2 separate regions of the Delphinus delphis genome follow, and region 1 is linked to region 2. A link is a contact called in public Hi-C data. All regions are on one chromosome and are shown on one strand. The core of a region is the stretch at or near the end of the contact, and the rest is flanking DNA. Distances in the headings are between cores, read along the strand shown.

Region 1 (4,910 bases), core at 1,739-4,238, 500 kb after region 2:
AGGGGTCACAAAAAGCTCTTATGAAAGTAGAAGTTGTTTATGAAGGTCTTCAAAAATATTTTGAGATTGGAAGGTACATTAACATTGAAAGATGAGTGGCCAATTATGAACTGAAGACTATTCAGGAGTTTAATTCCAAGGGAGCGTTAAATAGCAGAATGTAGCTGGAAAAGCATAGATGGATGACGTTGAATAAACTTAAATTTTAAAACACTGCCTTAGATAGACATCTTAGGCTGGCTCAGGACTAAACCGCTGTCTTTGTGTCCATCACTGCCTTCAAACTCTAAGAAAAGCACAGGCCAGAAAGATCTTGATCAGATGCTTTCTCTATGGATATACACAAGCAGCCAAACAGTGCTGGAAAAAGTACAACTAGGCTCTCTGGTTTTATCTTAAATTTAATTATCACAAATTTCAAATCAGCTTATAAAACTGCTTACCAATCTGCTGTTTTCCTGTTCTCATTCTTCTAGTCTCTACCCCATTCCCCTTTTATATCTTTTGTCAAGTTTATTTCATATATTTTGATGCCATTGTAAATGGTATTGTATTTTTAATTTAAATTTCTGATTGTTGCTAGTACATAGAAATGCACTACATTTTTGTATTTTGGTCTTGTATCCTGCAACCTTGCTAAACTCATTTATCAGTTCTAGTAACTTTTTGTAAATTCCAGTTTTTACATAGATGATCATGTCCTTTGCAAATAAGCTTCTAGCCCATACTTTCCCTCTCTCAGCTTATGAACTAAAAAAAAAAAAAAATTCAATTCAATTGTCTACAGGACAATCTTGTTTCTTCAATAAACTGTAAGAAAAAAAGACAGGAAAAGGAACCTATTATTAAGAGAGACATAAAAAAAAATAGCAACTTATTGCTACTTTGGATCCTAATCCAAAGGAAGAAACCATAAAAATATTACATATTTATATAATATACATGATATGTGTGAGAAAATTGGAAACTTGAACACATACTGGATATTTGATGATACTAAGGAATTGCTGTTAAATTTCCATTTAGCTTTGATAAATGGTAATGGGATTTTTAAAAAAATCCTTACCTTGTAAAGAACATATTGAAATATTTACTGATGAAATAATATGAGTCTGAGATTTACCTCAAATTCATAAGTAAGAGAAATAAATGAATGGGGGTACAGATTAAATGATATTGGCTGTGAGATTTTGAAATTGGGTGATATCTACTTTTATGTATGATTAAAATTATCCATAAAAAAAACAAACTCCTGACCTCCCTTCCCTACCAGCGACTGCCTCATTTCTTTCCTCTTCTTTGTAGCAAACTCTTGCAAAGAGTTGTCTTTACTTTAATTTGTCTCTCCTCATTCTCTCTTCAACCTACTCCACCCTGGCTTTTATCTTCCCACACCATCACCAGCACACTACTGCCTGCCAAGTTTACCATGACCTTCACATTACTAAATCCACTGGTCAATTCTAAGTCTTTGACACAGTTGATCATTCCCCTCTCCCGGGTATTCTTTCTTCACTTGATTTCCAGGACACCATCCTCTATTGCTTTGTTTTGTTTTGTTTTCCTATCATGCTAGTTCTCTCTTTCTCTTGCCTCTGAAATGTTGAAATGTTCCAGAACTGTTCTTGGTCCTCCTCTCTTCTCTTTACACATTTCCACACAGGCTTCATCCAGACCCATAACTTTAAATGCCATTTGTATGTTTATGATTCCCTAATTTACATCTCCAGCCTGGACCTCTTTCCTGAACTCTACACTTGCATTCAATTGCCCACCTGGCATATACACTACAGTGCTTCTTAAACCATATGCAGCAGAAGACTAGTTTTTCCCCAATCCACTGCAGACCAATACCTGATAGAAAAAACAAAACAAAACTTTTGATAAAACAATTACAATACTGCCACAATGTCAAATTGCTACAGTTTTGTTGCGGAGCACTGGCTCCAGACGCGCAGGCTCAGCGGCCATGGCTCACAGGCCCAGCCGCTCCGCGGCATGTGGGATCTTCCCGGACCGGGGCACGAACCCGTGTCCCCTGCATCGATAGGCGGACTCTCAACCACTGCGCCACCAGGGAAGCCCTGCTACAGTTTTTTAATGTTTAATTTTACTTCCTGTATTTACCTCATTAGGGACAGGTAACAAACAGTCCAAGGAAGGAATCACACTTGGAGCAGGACTAGACTAAGAGGCGGCTTAGACCAACTCCTGCTCTTCCTCCTGAAATCTGCTTCAATCTCAGCCTTGCCTATCTCAGTTGATGGAACGTTCTTCCGGTTGTTGAAACAAAAAACCCTGGAATAATCCTTGTTTTTTCTTTTGCTGTCGGCGCACATACAGTCCTGCAGGAAATCCTGTTGGCTCCACCTTAAAACGGAACGTGACCACTTTTCAATACTACACAGTTACTAAGTCTGGTTTGTGCCACCATCATGTCTAGCCGGGATTATTTCAATAGCCTCCAAACAGATTCTTTGGTTCTCTTCTCCACCAATCCCCATCTCTGTACAGTCTACTCTCGACTCAGCAGTCGGAATGCTCCTTTTAACACTTAAGCGAGATCATGTTACTCCCCTTATTTTGCTCAGTAAATCAAACTCTTACAATAGTCTACAATGCCCTATATGATCCAGCTTATTACCTCTCTGACCTTCCCTCCTTCTTCCCGAGGCGGGGGGGGGGGGGGGGGGGGGGAGAAACACGAGAGGGGTTGGCTGAAAAGGGGAGGGTAGGAGTACCAAGAAAACGACAGCAAGTGGTGGTCAGAATCACCACCCTTTGTGCTTCACCGAAGCATCTCCTGGCCCAAGGACCCGGCTTCCCATCCTACTCAGCTTCACTAAATCCGACCTCCTTCTGTCAGCGTAATGAATGCCATCGAGCTACAAGAGTCCGATCTCACCTGGGGCGCCCTAGAAAAACTCGACATGTTTCCCCAGTAGCAGGACAGTCCTTTTTCCAGGATCCAAGACCTGTCCCGCAGCATCAAGGGCCCGGCGGGAAACGCATGCAGCCGAACATGTCGGATCCTGGACAAGCCAGCACTCGTCTGCTTCTCTGCTTTTCCTGCATCTCCTCCAATCTTGCCACCGTAGCAGCTTCGTCATGAAGGGAGGAAATGATCTAGTTATTGAGAGAATAACCCCCGAAAGTAACTCGCTTGCTGGAAAAGCTGCGGAAAACCAATGGAGGGCACACAGTTTCCAGCCGACCTAAGTAGAAGGAACCGGAAGTGCGTCAGTAGCGCGGGCCTGTTTGGATGTGGAAGCAGAGACCTGAAACGGGGCCTCAGCCCTGAGAGATGGATCGGTACCTACTCCTAGTGATCTGGGAGGAAGAAAAAGTCCCGTCGGTGGCGAGTGCGGTGGCGGAGCATGGGCCAGGGGCTTCGTCCTCTGAGGGTACCGAGAAACAGCCAGGTAAGCGCTGGGCTGAGAAAGAGCGGGAACGGCTTGCAGGGAGGAGAAAAAAATTGTGATCAAGTTCTGCCGGAGTGACCTGTATGGAGTTGTCCCAGGAAGCTGTGATTCTATCTGGGATCGACCTGGTAAGGGCTGATAAAAATATTTTCTCCGTAGAAAAAATAGGGACAAAATTGTGGATGTAAGATTCCAGCGCTCATAAGTTTCCGACACAGTAAATATTTAACTGTATAAATTCCCTACGCCTTGGAAATGGAATTTCTGTTCTTTGGACATATATGCATTCAATAGGTAGTTCTGCCTCCTGTGTTCCAAATGCAGGTAATACAGAAAGGAACAAGATGGAAAAGGATCTTACTCTCCTAGAGTTTACATCCTAACGGGAGGAGACGTTCCACACGTAAACTAAGTTAAAAAACAAATTATAGGGCTTCCCTGGTGGCGCAGTGGTTGGGGGTCCGCCTGCCGATGCAGGGGACGCGGGTTCGTGCCCCGGTGCGGGAGAGTCCCGCATGCCGCGGAGCGGCTGGGCCCGTAGGCCATGGCCGCTGGGCCTGCGCGTCCGGAGCCTGTGCTCCGCGGCGGGAGTGGGCCGCAGCGGTGAGAGGCCCGCGTACCGCAAAAAAAACAAAACAAATCATAAATTTAAGACAATTACGACCGTTTGAGAATGCACAGCTTTTTGGTGCTCCTGTCTAGAATCTGTATTGCATTTTTTTTTAAGTTTTTTTTTCTTTTTTGCGGTATGCGGGCCTCTCACTGTTGTGGCCTCTCCCATTGCGGAGCACAGGCTCCGGACGCACAGGCTCAGCGGCCATGGCTCACGGGCCCAGCCGCTCTGCGGCATGTGGGATCTTCCCGGACCGGGGCACGAACCCGCGTCCCCTTCATCAGCAGGCAGACTCTCAAACACTGTGCCACCAGGGAAGCCCTGTATTGCATTTTATTTAGCTTGTTTTGATAAAGCGGCGCTTTGAGGAGGAAGTGTATGGGGTTGTGTACAGAGTATTGTAACAGGATTTTCCTTCTCCGTTTAAAATTATTCTTTTGGGGGAATTTTGGATTTGTGTTAACTGGCAGGCATGTGCAAACCGGGAGCTTTACCTATTTTCTCTGCTTGCTTTAGATTTATTATATCAAAACTTGAACAGAGTGTAGTTCTTTTATGTACAATATAGTGTACTTGAGAATCTCTGATGATGAAACTGGAATAGATCTACATTGTGTAACTCTTGAACCCAGTTGACTTAGTTTGTTTTTTTCTTTTTCAGACTTAAGAGCAGCAAATGTTTATCACCTCCTGAAAAGAAGCATTAATGCTTCAATTAATCCAGAAGATAGTACCTTCCCTGGTAAGTAAAACATAAACCCCTCTTTTCACTGGCACAGCATTTGCATTGGAAATAAATTTAATTAATCTCGTCACATGGGAGTCCAAGAAACACTTGTTGACTGTGTACAAGTCACTGGGATAGGGAAGCAATG
Region 2 (4,748 bases), core at 301-2,800:
CATTTTCATTCTGGTTTTTGTCAGCTAGATTAACTATAACTGTACAAAGAAGGTCCTCGCACCTGAAGTCTTTTCTCAAATTCCTGCCAACTCAGCTGGGATGAAAACCCATGAGTGACGTTCTCCTTCAGTTCCCTTAAAGATACGTTATTGCTAGCATCTGAAGACTGGCCAGTTAACTATAACACGGCTAGATGAGTAAAGTAGGCAAAGTGAAAGCCTGAAGGATTCAATTAAAAAAACATAAAAGAGAACAAACGATACCTAATAAAATACAGGTGTGGGAGGAACAACAGAGCAGAACAGAATTAAACCAGAGCCCCTAACTCCTCATTTCCCTCATTTCCAGGGACTGCACAAAGTTGAGAGAACGGACTTCTGTTTTTGCTTTGTTTTGTTTTGTTTTTGCGGTACGCGGGCCTCTCACTGACGTGGCCTCCCCCGTTTCAGAGCACAGGCTCCGGACGCGCAGACCCAGCGGCCATGGCTCACGGGCCCAGCCGCTCCGCGGCATGTGGGATCCTCCCGGACCGGGGCACGAACCCGTGTCCCCTGCATTGGCAGGCAGACCCTCAACCACTGCGCCACCAGGGAAGCCCTCCTCTGTTTTCAACCCATGGTCTTGCAGCAAATGCGTAGCTGACCTAGAATTAGAAAACAGCTTCCGATCCCGACTGAGTGACCCCAAGCAAGTTTGTTTTTTGAGGGCCTTCCACAATTACCAAGTCTGTAAAAACAGCTTTACACTTATTCCCCCCCAGTCCTATCTACTGAGTAAAATACATATAAGTAGCAGGCAAGAGGAACTCCATAAATACTGGATATTACCAATGGACTTTAAGATAGAATGGCAAAGCGTTCTGTGTAGTGCCTGGCCTCACTGTTAACATCTCCAAAACTTCCCCGAGACTCTATTTCCGGACTTGTTTTCGCTGACAGAGGCCTCCAAGACCAGCCGGACTAGTCCAGCTAACTGGACGGATTAACAGTGGCGCGGACTCCTCGGGAAAAGGTAGCCAGCTGGGGATCAGGTCACCGGCCTGCTGCGAGGGACCTGGTCAAATCAATGCACCTCTCTGGCCCAGTTTCCCCATCCTGTGTTTCCCCGCAGGAAAATCAGAAGGTGGATAGCACGAGGCTGGAGGCGGCAGGTCCCGGCCCCGGCTCACCTGTGTCCTGCCTCAAGCTGCTGGCACAGCGCGGGCTCCAACTCGAGCAGGCAGAAGTCGCCGGCGGCTGCGCTGGCCCCGGGGCCGAAGGCCAGGCAGTGCACGGTGGGCAGCAGCTCGGCCGCGTTCAGCTTGGCGATCTGCAGGGTCGCGTCCACCTCGTCGCGGGTCCTCCTCATCGCTGCGCGGGGTCGGGAGGGGTTCCGCAGTGCGCGAGGGGCCGCAGGTTTAAGACAGGAGAACAAAGCTCCCCGGGAGGCCGCGACCCGGCGAAACAAGAAATAGAACAGTGCCTGTTTTAAAAGCGCGCCTAGGCGGCTGGGGGCGTGTTTCCGGGGCGGAGCGTGCCGCGGGGGCGTCCCCGAGAGAGTCCGAAAGCTTCCCGGACTCGTGCTCCGCGGAGGACTGCCGGGTCACCCCAGGCCGAGCAGCGGCTGCTGGAAGGAAACCCGGGCTCCGCGGGGAGCTCTCGGCGGAAGCTGGCGGGAGCTGAGCTGCGACCCCGCGGGGCGCCACGTAGAACCTTCCTGCACCGCTTCCGCTGCCCTCCTCCCCGCCCTGTTTCCTGCCAATACCCCCATTTCCTCGCCATCAAAATAGTCGCGTCTTCCGCCAGTGGCAGGTCTTGCAATAAGCACTTTGCATGCATAATTTCATGAATCCTTCACCACAGCCCTGTGAAGTGGACCCTTTTAAATACCGTTCTGCAAATGAGGAAGCAAACTCCTTACCCCAGGTGGCACAGCCAGGAGGTAGTAAAGTCTGACTCCAGTCTCGTCTATTACGGCTCGAAAAATACCGCACCGAGTTTGTGCAAACACCTTGGACCGGCAGTGAGGTCCTGGTAGAATTGCACAGGACATCTCACTTCTTTGGGTCTGGGGACCACTCATTATATCTGGGAATCTATGGCTCGGACTAGATCCATCCATTCGTTGAGTACCTAGTCTGGGCTGGGTGGCAGGTGAGGGGCTGAGACCCCGTGTCAAGAGGAAAGCACCTTCCTGAGGTAGGCAAGGCGCTGCAGAGTCCTGGGGAGACAAACTCACCACTACAGGATGTGTAAAGTGCTCCCTCGGCTTTCTCTAAGGTGTCTTCTAATACATCAAGATAAGATCTTCTACCAAACCTAGATCTTAGGCTGTGCCGAATGTAGCATTTTTCCCCCGAGCAGATCTACACAGGCTCGCATACACGGTATGCAAATTTAGATCTAATATAAATATTTGACTGCTTCTCTTTTTTTTTTATTTATTGAACATTTTTGGTTTTGTTGCTTATTTTTTCACTGTCCCTCATTAAACTGATTTTGTTTGTTTGATTTTTTTTCCCTCTGGCGATTTGGAAGGTCTATATCCCGCCTCATCTACTACTGCTTCCCTCTTCCTCTTCAAGGCTTCCTCCTAACATCAGGCACACAGGCTTACAATAAGATCTTTCGGTGCCTCCCACCATTTGGGCCTCTGTTTGTCTGGCATGTTCTTCTCTTGCTGAGCACGTGTCTTTTATTTATTTTACTTTTTTTCCATGTGGCTCGTGGGATGTTAGTTCCCTGACCAAGGACTGAACCCGGGCCCTCACAGTGAAAGCACAGAGTCCTTGCTGAGCACTGTCTGACAGAACTTCCTGAGATGTTGGAAATATTCTATATCTGCACAGTCCAATTTGGTAGCTACTAACCACAGGTGGCTTTTGACTGCTTGGAATGTGGATAATGTGAATGAGGAACTGCATTTTCTTTTATTTTTAATTCGTATTTATGTATTTATTTGGCTGCCCTGGGTCTTAGTTGTGACATGCAGGATCTTCGTTGCGGCATGCAGGCCCTTAGTTGCAGCATGCATGTGGGATCTAGTTCCCTGACCAGGGATCGAACCCAGGCCCCCTGCATTGGGAGCTCAGAGTGTTACCCACTGGACCACCAGGAAGTCCCTGAATTTTAAATTCTACTTAATTTAGTTAATTTAAATTTAAATAATCACAGGTGGCTAGTGGCTACTACACTGGATCATTCAACTCTGGGTCAAGCCTGGATCAAGATTTCTTCTCAGAAATCTTTCTCTGACCTCCCTGATCAGGTCAAGCCTGTCAAATATATATCTCATGCCAAAGGTACCTCTCATGCCTAGATTTTAAGTAAGTTGTAAATTTACATTTGTGTAATTACTTAATGTGGAGTTTTTTTGTTTGTTTGTTTGGTTGGGTTTTTTTTCTCTAAGACTGTAAGCTATAAACTTCACTAGGATATGTTTTCAGTCATCATTAAGCAGAGTGCCCAGCACATAATGGATCTTCATATATATTTGCTGAACAGTTCAATGAGTGAATAAATGAATGAGTTGTGACAATGTTTACCGCTAAGGAGGGGAGTGCAGGGGGACATCAAAAAGGATTTCTGGTTTTTCTTTACTGTATAAATTTTAACACTGAGAGCATATACATGCATTAAACATGTGTAATAAAATATATTTAAAATATTTTTCCTCAGTATTACAAAACTTGACATATGGAGACTTTCCTGGCAGTCCAGTGGTTAAGACTCTGCACTTCCACTGCAGGGGGCACGGGTTCAATCCCTGGTCAGGGAACTGAGATACTGAATGCCTCATGGTGTGGCAAACAAACAAAAAAAACCCTGACATACAGACAAATAACTTAAATGGACAGATAATAAATCACACATGAGTGAGGAAGGGAGGGAAAAGGGAGAAAAAGAGTTCCTGGCACAGATTGAAGGGAGACAAGTGTAGAAGGAGACTAGTAAGATCTTAAATGGTTGATGAGGGTGGCTGGGCTTGAGAAATAATTTTTGAGATTGAAAGGACAACAGTGGCTACTTGATTAGACATGGAGAGTAAGAGAGGGAAAAGAATGAAGGATGAATTCTAGATTCCTGCATGAGCAACTGCATCCCCTCATTTACAACATGTTGTAGGAAGGGTAGGAATAGGTTTGGAGTCAGATGAGTTCTGGCTTTGATACTTGAGATTGAGTTGCTATGAGAATATACACGTGAGGATCTAGAACTTGGAGTTTGAAAAAAGGTTTGCCCAGGAGCTAAAAGATAAAGCTTTTAAATGCACATATATGGTAATTACAAGGGTGCCTGTGAATGAGATGGGAGCTGAGCAGGACCCCGTGGGACCTTTCCAAGGACAGACACACACCCCCATCCCCTCTTCTCGTTTACAGATGAACTTTAGCCTCCTAGGCCTTTCCCTAGTTCCAAAGAGCAAAGTTAATCAGAGAAGTGAGATAATACAGAAACAAAGGAAAACAGTCAAGCAAGACAAAATAATAATAGTTTAGCCATAAAACAAAATCAAGGACCTTTAGTTCCTCCTCAAGGGCTACAGATAATATCCTAAAGCATATCCTTGAGTTGTTTTGCCGATACTAAAACCCCATCAGGTGGAAGAAGTTAACTGCTGACCACCAGCACATAGACCCCAGACCAGTCGGAACAAGAAGGTTGATGATGTTGATTCCTGAAATACCACCCAGTTACCCCACCACCACCCAATCAGAAGAGTTGTATGTGAGCTGATTACACATCCCATGACCCTCTTCCTCACACTG

Evidence for each region. A called contact is a pair of places that touch in the nucleus more often than the background predicts.
Region 1: a Hi-C map of lung shows a contact between it and region 2, with 4 times the contacts expected there. The contact joins the promoter of MRPL13 here to the promoter of DSCC1 in region 2. A contact is called at or near these places in 2 of 3 Hi-C or Micro-C datasets (lung and muscle).

What each region holds. Positions count from the first base shown.
Region 1 is chr17:62,286,916-62,291,825 of mDelDel1.2, forward strand. MRPL13 (mitochondrial ribosomal protein L13) reads right to left here and starts at 2,989. Exons shown (of 7, transcript XM_060035298.1): 1 at 2,906-2,989. The coding sequence starts at 2,989. MTBP (MDM2 binding protein) reads left to right here and starts at 3,278. Exons shown (of 22, transcript XM_059995129.1): 1 at 3,278-3,422; 2 at 4,697-4,777. The coding sequence starts at 3,305.
Region 2 is chr17:61,791,339-61,796,086 of mDelDel1.2, forward strand. DSCC1 (DNA replication and sister chromatid cohesion 1) reads right to left here and starts at 1,551. Exons shown (of 9, transcript XM_060035297.1): 1 at 1,170-1,551. The coding sequence starts at 1,348.